Regions from separate parts of the Sus scrofa genome. Here region 2 is linked to region 1. Evidence: chromatin contacts called from public Hi-C data. All regions are on one chromosome and are shown on one strand. The core of a region is the stretch at or near the end of the contact, and the rest is flanking DNA. Distances in the headings are between cores, read along the strand shown. Region 1 overlaps RETREG1 (reticulophagy receptor FAM134B). Region 2 overlaps RETREG1 (reticulophagy receptor FAM134B).

What was found. Hi-C and Micro-C count contacts between places; a contact is called where the count stands out from the background.
Region 2: a Hi-C map of liver shows a contact between it and region 1, with 4 times the contacts expected there. The contact joins two enhancer-like sites. A contact is called at or near these places in 1 of 5 promoter capture datasets (liver), 4 of 47 Hi-C or Micro-C datasets (all in liver) and 2 of 2 datasets of contacts at active chromatin or transcription factors (alveolar macrophages and skeletal muscle).

Annotation. Positions count from the first base shown.
Region 1 is chr16:5,802,475-5,807,324 of Sscrofa11.1, forward strand. The region is part of intron 3 of RETREG1 (reticulophagy receptor FAM134B); the gene reads right to left. Among named protein-coding and RNA genes, the nearest start is that of RETREG1, 75 kb to the right of the region's middle. Within about 2 kb of position 2,192, at least 14 of the 83 cell types and tissues checked have an H3K27ac peak or open chromatin away from gene starts, as enhancers often do. A contact at or near this core is called in liver, where this site is marked.
Region 2 is chr16:5,841,110-5,845,959 of Sscrofa11.1, forward strand. All of the region lies in intron 1 of RETREG1 (reticulophagy receptor FAM134B), which reads right to left. Among named protein-coding and RNA genes, the nearest start is that of RETREG1, 36 kb to the right of the region's middle. Within about 2 kb of position 1,877, at least 7 of the 83 cell types and tissues checked have an H3K27ac peak or open chromatin away from gene starts, as enhancers often do. A contact at or near this core is called in liver, where this site is marked.

The DNA.
Region 1 (4,850 bases), core at 942-3,441:
CGGACTCACGTGCTCTGTGCCCAAGCCAGCAGGGAGAGTCCTTGCAATTCAGTGACTAATCAGATGAGGGGCCGTAAAACACACCCCTGAATGTCATCACAGCCCAGGCATTTGCACCAGGAATCCAGAAATAAGCTGTCACCAAAGGGACGTGTGCCCGCTGGAAATAATTTCCAGAACATGTTTCGTAATCAAGGGCTGGGATTCAGCAAGCCAGGCTGGAAAGGTCAAGACCAGCCCCTCATCCTGTGCGGCCGGCCTCATCTCCTGCCCACCGCTGGCTGCCCTGTCCCTCAGCTGGCCCCACGCCAGCTGCCCCCCGCTGGCTGCCCTGTCCCTGAGCCCCCAGGTCCCTTCCCAATGACCCCCAGGAGAGCCCATCCTGGTACCCTGTCTTGCCGTGTCACCCCACTCTCCCTGAAGGCAGATCCCACTGCTACCCTGACTTGCCTTGAACATGTTTTGAGTAACTGTTAAAATTTGATGAACGTTTTATTCATCAGGGCTTTAGAGGTCAAGTAATTACTGGTAGCAGATTCTCCACTTATCAAACATGCCTGAATTAAATGACATGTTTCAAAATACCTTTTCCAAGTAACATCTACTTCGGTTAGAAAATGTGAATGACACTTTTAAACGAACAGGTAAGAATTCTGCCCAGAGAAACTGCACATTCAAATAACCTTTTTCAGCATAAAGCTAATGGGTATCTTCTTTATATTCTTGATTGCTTTTTGCTTGGGACAAAGGATGTAGCTGCTGAGAAGAAGGCAGACATTCAGTGAGTGGATTTATGAAAATTCGTTCTTTGAGAACCCTTTTGGATGGGGATTCTAGGGGTCCAGAGAAGAACAGTTTTCTCAATGCAACCTGGATACCGTAACTGAAAAGGACCCACAAGATAAGTTTTATTTCCCAGGGCACTGGCCGGTCTGCTATTGACGTCTTTTATTTTTTTGTTTGTTAATTAAATTTTTTTATTACTCAATGAATTTATCATATTTAGAGTTGTACAATGATCATCACAATTCAATTTTATAGGATTTCCATCCCACAACCCCAGCTCATACCCCCAACCCCCAGCCTGTCTCCTTTGGAAACCATAAGTTTCTCAAAGTCTGTGAGTCAGTATCTGTTCTGCAGAGAAGTTCATTGTGTTCTTTTTTCAGATTCCACATGTAAGTGATAGCATTTGATGTTGGTGTCTCATTGTCTGACTGACTTCACTTGGCATGATAATTTCTAGGTCCATCCATCTTGCTAAAAATGTTGGTATTTCATTCCTTTTAATGGCTGAGTAATATTCCATTGTGTATATGTACCACTTCTTCTTTATCCACTCCTCTGTCAATGGACATTTAGGTTGTTTCCATGTCTTAGCTACTGCAAATAGTGATGCCTTTTAAACACCTGTAACTTCATTTCTTAAGAACAAGTCAATGACCTCATTGTGTGTGTTTAGAGCAGAGTCCTCTGTGAGCTCAAACACTGATAACACTGAGAGGATAAAATGTACCTGCCTAAGGAGGGGGCCGGCAGTGGGATGGGGGTGGGGGAACTGATGGGGCTTGACGGGGGGAACTCAGGATTAAGGTTCTGCTGCACAGAAGCTCCTATCTCTGCAGACACAGGCCAGGTCCAAAGAATGAATTTGCTTCTGGCACGAATTCAGTCATTGCCGAAAGGATCAGAAACATCAAGAGTCTGAAACCCTTAGATTCTGGATCCCTTTGGGAAATTCACAAACCTGTGAATGATTCACTTTGTCGCTGGAGGAAAATCAAATCTGGGATCTGGGCTGGTTAGTGAATACTTTGGAAGGACTGGTGGTTACCTAACAAGGGAAGGGAAGGAGAGGGATGGCAGGTGCGTGTGCCTCACAAGCATGGGTGCTAGACACCCACACCCAGGCTCACCCAGGCTCCGGGAACCAAACAGGAATGATCTTACTGACCGCGGGAATGGGGGTGCAAAGTGACTGGGAAAACGTTTCTCATGCTTGGCTAACACGTCCTGTGGGGCTTTTGGGGGGTCAGGGAGCAGGGCAGTTATGGGTCTGGGATGATTCAGAGCAACTAAAGGGGAAGAAAAGCATCAATTCAGTCAAGTGCCAAATCAACAAGTATGGATTTACTCCGTGGCATCAAGTGTGCTTGAGAGATGCCAGGACTAACACCACCGCCGTCGCCCTGCCCTGCCCTGCCCTGCCCTGCCCTGCCCCAGAGCTTACATGTGTGTGTGAAGAGACAGGGCTGATCGTCACTCTCTTTCATTTTTCATTAGCTTTATAAAACAAATCGCCTCAATTTCACACTTGACTTTGCCCTTAGAAACATAGATGGAAAGGAGGAGTATCCAAGTTTCACCATAAAAATTAATCTACATGCCTATGGTTTCTTATTTCAAGAACCACCCAGGGAGAAAGTGATGTGACTGTGTTATTAAAACACAATCCGTGTGTGTGTGTGTGTGTGTGTGTGTGTGTGCGCGTGTGTGCACGCGCAGGTGCGCACTCGCGCAGGGGCCACCGAGGGAGGGCTGAATGCTGAGGGCAGAAAGATACGGAGTTCCTAAAATACAAATTTACTGAGATAAAAGTTACAGAGAATAAACTGCATGGGTTTAAAGCATAAAATCTGGTGAGTTTTGGTGGAAGATTACACTGCAAAACCGGAAGCAGTATACAGAACTCCAATGCCTATCTACAAAACACCTGCCCTCCTGCCTTGGCGCCACCTCTCAGCTTGGTCACTACTGATTAGTCATGGTACTGGGAAAAGGCACTCCACCTGACTCCGCCTCAAGGCTTTTCAGTTGGAGGTAGGGGGAGGTATATTTTATTTTCCTCAACTACACACAGCAGTAGCAGCAGACAGGGCTTTAGAAAGTCAAAAGAAGGCCCAGGGGCAGGAGGGGGTCTTAGAGTCAGTAGAACCTGTTGTCCTTCAATCACCCAGCTGTTTGGTGGCTGTTTTTATGATATACAAATGAGAAGGAAAGCCACATCCCAGCAAACTGAGCTCAGAACTCAGGTCTATATCGCCAATCTTTGCACTGGGCCTCCAGAAAGCATCCTTTTTCTATTTCATTTCATTTCATTTTTATGGCCACACCTGTGGCATATGGGGTGGAATGCGAGCTGCTGCTGCCAGCCTATGCCACAGCCACAGCAACACCAAGTCTGAGCCACGTCTCAACCTACACCACAGCTCACGGCAATGCCAGGGGATTGCCATGGGGAGCCTTAACCCACTGAGCGAGGCCAGGGATTAAACCTGCATCCTCATGGATATGAGCCGTGTCCTTAACCCAAGGAGCCGCAATAGGAACTCCCCTTTTTTTTTAATTACTCAATCAATTTTATTACATTTACAGTGGTATCATGATCATCACAACCCAATTTTATAGCATTTCCATCCCCAAACCCCAGCCCATCCTCCCCACCCCCAACCTGTCTCCTTTGGAAACCGTAAGTTTTTCAAAGTCTGTGAGTCAGTATCTGTTCTGCAAAGAAGTTCATTGTGCAGGAACTCCTTTTTTTCCTTTTTCTGTTTTTTTATTTTTAATTTTTGTTTTGTTTTTTAGGGCCACACCCGTGGCATATGGAGATTCCCAGGCTAGGGGTCCAAGCCAGCCTATACCACAGCCATAGCAATATCAGATCCGAGCCGCATCTGTGACCCACACCACAGCTCACAGCAATGCCAGATCCTTAACCCGCTGAGCGAGGCCAGGGATCAAACCTGAAACCTCATGGTTCCTACTCGGATTCATTTCCACTGCACCATGACGGGAACTCCCTTTTCTTTTTTTCCTTTTTCAATATAACACCTTATTCTGAAAAGTCAAAGGACCTCTTAATCTTTTCAATTAAAAGAAAGACATGCCACACAGCACGCAAGGGACCTCAGCCACAGGGAAGGGTGGGAACTAGCTCTGAAACTATCCATGGAGAGTTTAATAAAATTCCTGCTGGTCTCTAAACAGAATAGCTCCTACTTTGATTTGCATTCTCATTCACATATTGGTATTGACTGCTGTACCTGCTTTTTTTCTTTTAAACAGCTTTATCGTCGTGTACGTGACATAAAATACACTGCGCATATTTAAAGGGCACTATTTGATAATGTTTGACACATGTACACGCCCATGAAACCATCATCCAAATCAATATAATAAACAATTCCACCGCCCTTCCAGACTTTCCAGATGCCCTGCTTGCTCCGCACTCCCCCCTACCCTGTAGCATCCACCACCTGCCAAGCAGACTCATCTGTTTTCTGCAACTATGGATTGGCCTGCATTATTAAAATTATTATTAAAGTTTTAGGCAAATGGACTCATACAGCATGTACTCTTTTTTATGCTTTTTACCATACAGCATAATTTTTTTTTCTTTTCACAGCTGCATCTTCGGCATATGGAAGTTCCTGGGCTAGGGGTTGCATTGGAGCTGTGGCTGCCGGTCTACACCACAGCCACCACAGCAACACCGAATCCAAACCACATCAACTTACAGCAATGCCGGATCCTTAACCCACTGAGTGAGGCCAGGGATCAAACCTGCATCCTCGCGGACACTATGTCGGGTTCTTAACCCACTGAGCCACAACGGGAACTCCCAGCATAATTATTCTGAGATCCCTCCATATTGTCCCATAAATTCATTCATTTTCATCGTAGAGCAGTGTTCACTGCGTGGATGTACACAATTTACGCATCTATTCACCTGCCAATGGGCAGCTGGGGGCTATTACAGATCAGGCTGCTGTGAACTCCCCTGTCCAAGATCGTATGTGGACACAGTTCACTTCTCTTGGGTAAATACCTAGGAGTGGAATGTCTGAATC
Region 2 (4,850 bases), core at 627-3,126, 38 kb after region 1:
CCATGCATGATGACTGCCTGGTTATGAGTTCCTCAGGGGTGACATGGGGTATGAGCCCTTCATTCTTGCTTTGGTGTCATCTGGACCACTTCCATAACAAGACACTTCCCTTCACCAGTGTTTCATTGCTGTGAGAGATGGATCTCATGGGAAAGGCAGGATCAATATCTGATTCTTTCCCTTTATTTACCAGCTTTCATCTTGAGAAGTAGCCTCCGGCAGTAAAGAAGTTGGTTTCCTCATTCCTTTTTTCAGTGTTATTATGAATGATGGGCTCCAGCCTACGGCCGGCCTTCTCTCCCCTACTGACCTCAAGTGGCCCACCTTGGCTGGTGGGAGCTTAATCGGGTTGGTTCCTGAGCGCCTTTGGTATAAGCTTATTAACCTTTGATGATAAAGTACATTAAAGGCACAGGGAAAATATAAAATGTACAAGTACAGTTTAATTTGTTGAAAGGAGTAAAACAAAACTTTTTAATGAAATCAACACCTCTCTTGAAAATGTGCTGGATTTATAAACAAAAAAAGTCATGTTCGCTAAAATTGAAAGCTCAAAGAAAAATGAAGGTTATAACCTTAATCGCAATTTATTCTTTAAAAAGTTGGGAGTTCCCTGATGACCTAGTGGCTAAGGTCACCGCTGTGGCTCCAGTTGCTGCTATGGTGCAAGTTTGATCCCTGGCCTAGGAACTTCTTCGTACCTCAGGCATGTCCCAAAAAAGGGGGGGAGTTAAAGTTGTTTTCAAACCAATCTTTCATTTATATGAAAACTGACTTATAGGACATCAAAAAAAAAAAAAAAAAAGGAGCAAACAAACAAACCCTGTCTGCTGGCCATGATGCTGATGCCATGATGCCATAGCACCACCCCGAGTAAGACTGCACTTTCACCCAACCCACTTCAATCAGGGAGAACCAGCCACCCCCACCGAAATCCTTCTCAGGTCAGGAAGCCCAGTATGGCTTCGGCACCCAGTTTCCTACAGGATCCTTTCATTACTGGGGGAAGGAGAAATGCTATGATCATTCCATAACCACTGACTATCAGACTCTGGGCTAGAGGTGCAGGGAGTCACTGATGACAAAACCCCAGCAAAGCCGGGAAGTAGACGAGTAAACAACTATGTTTAACCCAAGTACTTTCCAAAATGCTGTGGAAGCAGACAGGAGGGCCGGCACCTGCATATGCAAGACGGAGAAAGCTCTCAGGAGAAGGTGGCCTTGAAGCTTTGGCTCCCTGGAGAAGTCAGACTTTGCCAGGTGGACAGCGCCAAAGGCATTCCAGGGTGGGAACAGCATAAGAAGAGGGAACAGCAAGAGTGCAAGAGCCCAGAAGAGGCGTGTGAGAAAGCTTGCCTGAAACACTAGCCTCCCTCAGCCCTGAGGGGCTAGCTCTGCCCTCTGGAACCACACTGCAGTGAGTAAAACTCAGGCCTAAGTACTTTGTATGTATTCACTCATTTCATCCTTATAACAGTCCCATGATGAGGGCATTACGATTAGCCGCTCTTTGCAGATGAGGAAGGAGAGGTTAAGAAAATTGCCCAGGGGAGCTCCCCTTGCGACGCTCAGTGGGCTAATGACCTGGTGTTGCCATGAGCTGTGGTGTAGGTAGCAGACTTGGCTCAGATCTGGCATTGCTGTGGCTGTGGTGTAGGCTGGCAGCTGTAGCTTGGATTCGACCTCCAGCCTGGGAAGCTACATATGCTGCGGGAGAGGCCCTTTAAAAAAAAGAAAGAAAGAAAATTGCCCAGGAACCAGGCACCCAGACAGCTTGGCTCTGATCCAGCTCTCTCACTGCTCTGCTTAACATCTCCCAGACACAGGAAGTCAGGAAGACAGCCTCTCCCTCTGTCTCTTGTCCCATGAAAATAGACGGGAGAGCTGCCACCCATTTCCGAGGATATGTCTGCTCAGGGTGTGCGGAACTGACTTAAGAGATGCCAGGAGCCCTCCTCAAAGACACCAGTGTCCCCACCAAGGCTGCAGAATATGAGGCGTATGTTCTTGCCTCTTCAGGACAAACATCCCTTGTTCCTTCCTATCTTCCCAGGCATCCCATCCCTCCTCTGGCTCCAGGTGGGGACTCAACAGAGTAAATGCTCCCACTGGGCATCTGGTCCCTACAGAGTGGGAACCAGGAAGAGAGACCTTAAATCCCTCTCTTCTGGAGGACTCCACAGGTCTACTTGTACAGTTTTTGTTTTTAATTAATAGACAGCGATCACTTACATGTGGAATCTACAAAAAAAAGAAAAAGAAAGAAAGAAAGAAAGAAAGAAAGAAAGAAAGAAAGAAAGAAAGAAAGAAAAGAAAAGAATACAAATGAACTTGTTTTCAGAACAGAAACAGACTCAGAAACTTTGAAAAACTTACGGTTACCAAAGGGGACAGGTGGGCGGGGAGGGATGGACTGGGGGTTTGGGATTGGCCTAAGCGCACTGAAGTTTACGGCATGAATGGCCAACGGGGACCTGCTGTGTAGCCCAGGGAACTCTACCCAGTATTCTGTGATGATCTATGAGATCACAGAAAGAGCATGGAGGTGTCTATGTGTATAACTGAATCACTATGTTGTACAGCCGAAATTATCACGACCTTGTAAATGAACTATACTTCAATAAAACTAAAAAAAAAAAAAAAAAAAAAAAACTAAAAAAAAAGATAAAATGTATTTTTTAGAGCAGGGTTAGGTTTACAGAAAAACTGAGCAGACTCTGCAGAGACCTCCCACCTATCTCCTCCCCATCCCCCACCTGTATGCAGGGTCCCTGAGAATTAACATCTTGCTTCAGTGTGATACATTTATTGTAACTGATGAGTCGACATTGATATGTTATTAACCAAGGCCACAGTTGCAGTAGGGTTCACTCTTGTTGTACATTCATGACAAATGCAGAACGTCACGTATCCACCATTACAGTGTCATGCCAAGTAGTTTCACTGCCCTAAAATTCCCCTGGGCTCCACTTATCCATGCCTTCCTCTCCCCATAAACCTAGGGACCACTGATCTTTTTCCTGTCTCTACTGGTTTGCCTTTTCCAGAATGCCATATATTTGGAATCACTCAGTATGTAGCCTTTATGACAGGCTCCCTTCACTGAGCAGTGTTTATTTAAGTTCCTTTCTCTTTTCACGGTTTGACAGCTCATTTCTTTTTATTATCAAATAACATTCCATGGTATGATGTATCACTGTTTATCCATTCACCGACTGAAAAACATCTTGGTTGCTTGCAACTTTGGCAATTATAAATAACGCTGTTCTAAAAATGTGGGTGTAGGATTTTGCGTAGGTTTTTAACTCATTAACTCATTGGGCACAGCCTTTTTTTTTTTTTTTCTTAATAACAGCTCTACCAGCATGCTGGCTTATTTTGAACTTACAAGCAGTTAAAACCCTCAAGGATTCTACTTTTCTGACGCAATTTTTGAATCTCAGTATACCCATCACATTTGCCCTTGTTGGACGTGGCCCATCATTCAAAGCTACAGACCTTTATGATGGCATCCCTCACACTGGTCCATCATCATGACAACCACACATTTGATGTCTGCGTGTCATCTGTCCTCATCCACACTGCTGATCAGACATCAATCCCTACAGGAGTTCTGTGATCCCCACCCGCCCCCCCAAAGCTGCTCCCACGGTGATTTAGGTTTATTAATCAGCACTTTAGGAATATGACAGCACATCCAATTTGCTGCAACACTCCATCCATATCAATCCATCCTGTCCATAAAGACAGAATAAGAGATTGTCTTAAACATCTGTTGAAACCTGCTGCATTCCTAAGGTCTGAGTATAAGTGTAGATCAGCTTGGCTGCTGCCAAGAATGCCTTGGAGGCACAGAACAGGTCTCAGCAGAAGAACTCAACGTGATTAGGACCTGCCAGCAAATATCAGACGGCACAGCCTGATCCACGCCCAAGGGTGACCCCCATCTGCCCATTCACAGAATTCACAGACACACGTGGTAGCCCTCTCAGCCAGGAAGGAAGAGGATTCTTAAATGCTGCAGAACAATTATTTAGAGACAGGTTGTGGTCACAATGCAGGATGCCAGGAGGTCATGGGAAGCAGTGTGATACAGTATAGACTTTGAAAAGGGGAGTCTGTGGACAGTTTCTTCTTACCCGGGGGTGGGAGCTATGTAATTTTCTAGGCCCAGTGTGAGATGAAAATGCAGAGACCTTGCTAGGGGTAGAAAAGTCAACATCCCCTAACCAGCAGACCACAGCCACAACCCACAACAAACGGGAGATCCCCAAGACACCGCAGCCCCCACTCCAGGGATGTTCAGGACCTGGATCTGGGGCGGGTGCGAGGCCCCTGTCCAGTCATCACTCAGCACACCTGAAGAGGACCCTTTCACGCTAGCACCCGGGCCCCAGAGACAGGCAGGTGGCCACAGTGGAACACAAGCCTGATGCAACCCAGACTGACGCAACCCGGCCACTGCGCTGGGCAGGACACAGGACAGTCATGCAGTGTGCAGTGGGGAGGAGGCGGCTGGGCAGGGCTGAGATCAAGTGGCAGGGAGGAGGTGGCAAGGGTCCCATCCTAGGGAGGAGGCCCCATGCTTCCAGCACGCGCTTCACTGTCCTTCACCGATAAAACACAAACTCAAAAGCAAAAGTGCTAGGAATTACAAGACAGAGACCTCAGAGCCTCAACGCCCAAGTGCAGGCCTTCTGAGCACCAAGCTCTGGTCACCGCCACAGGCCTGTTTAACAAGCCCTACCCTCTCCATATCTTGGTTGGAAGGTCCCATCACAAGGACCAAGAGAGGCTTATTTTCTCCTTAAAATCTTAGATCAATAACAAAAAGGCCATGGACCCTTGTC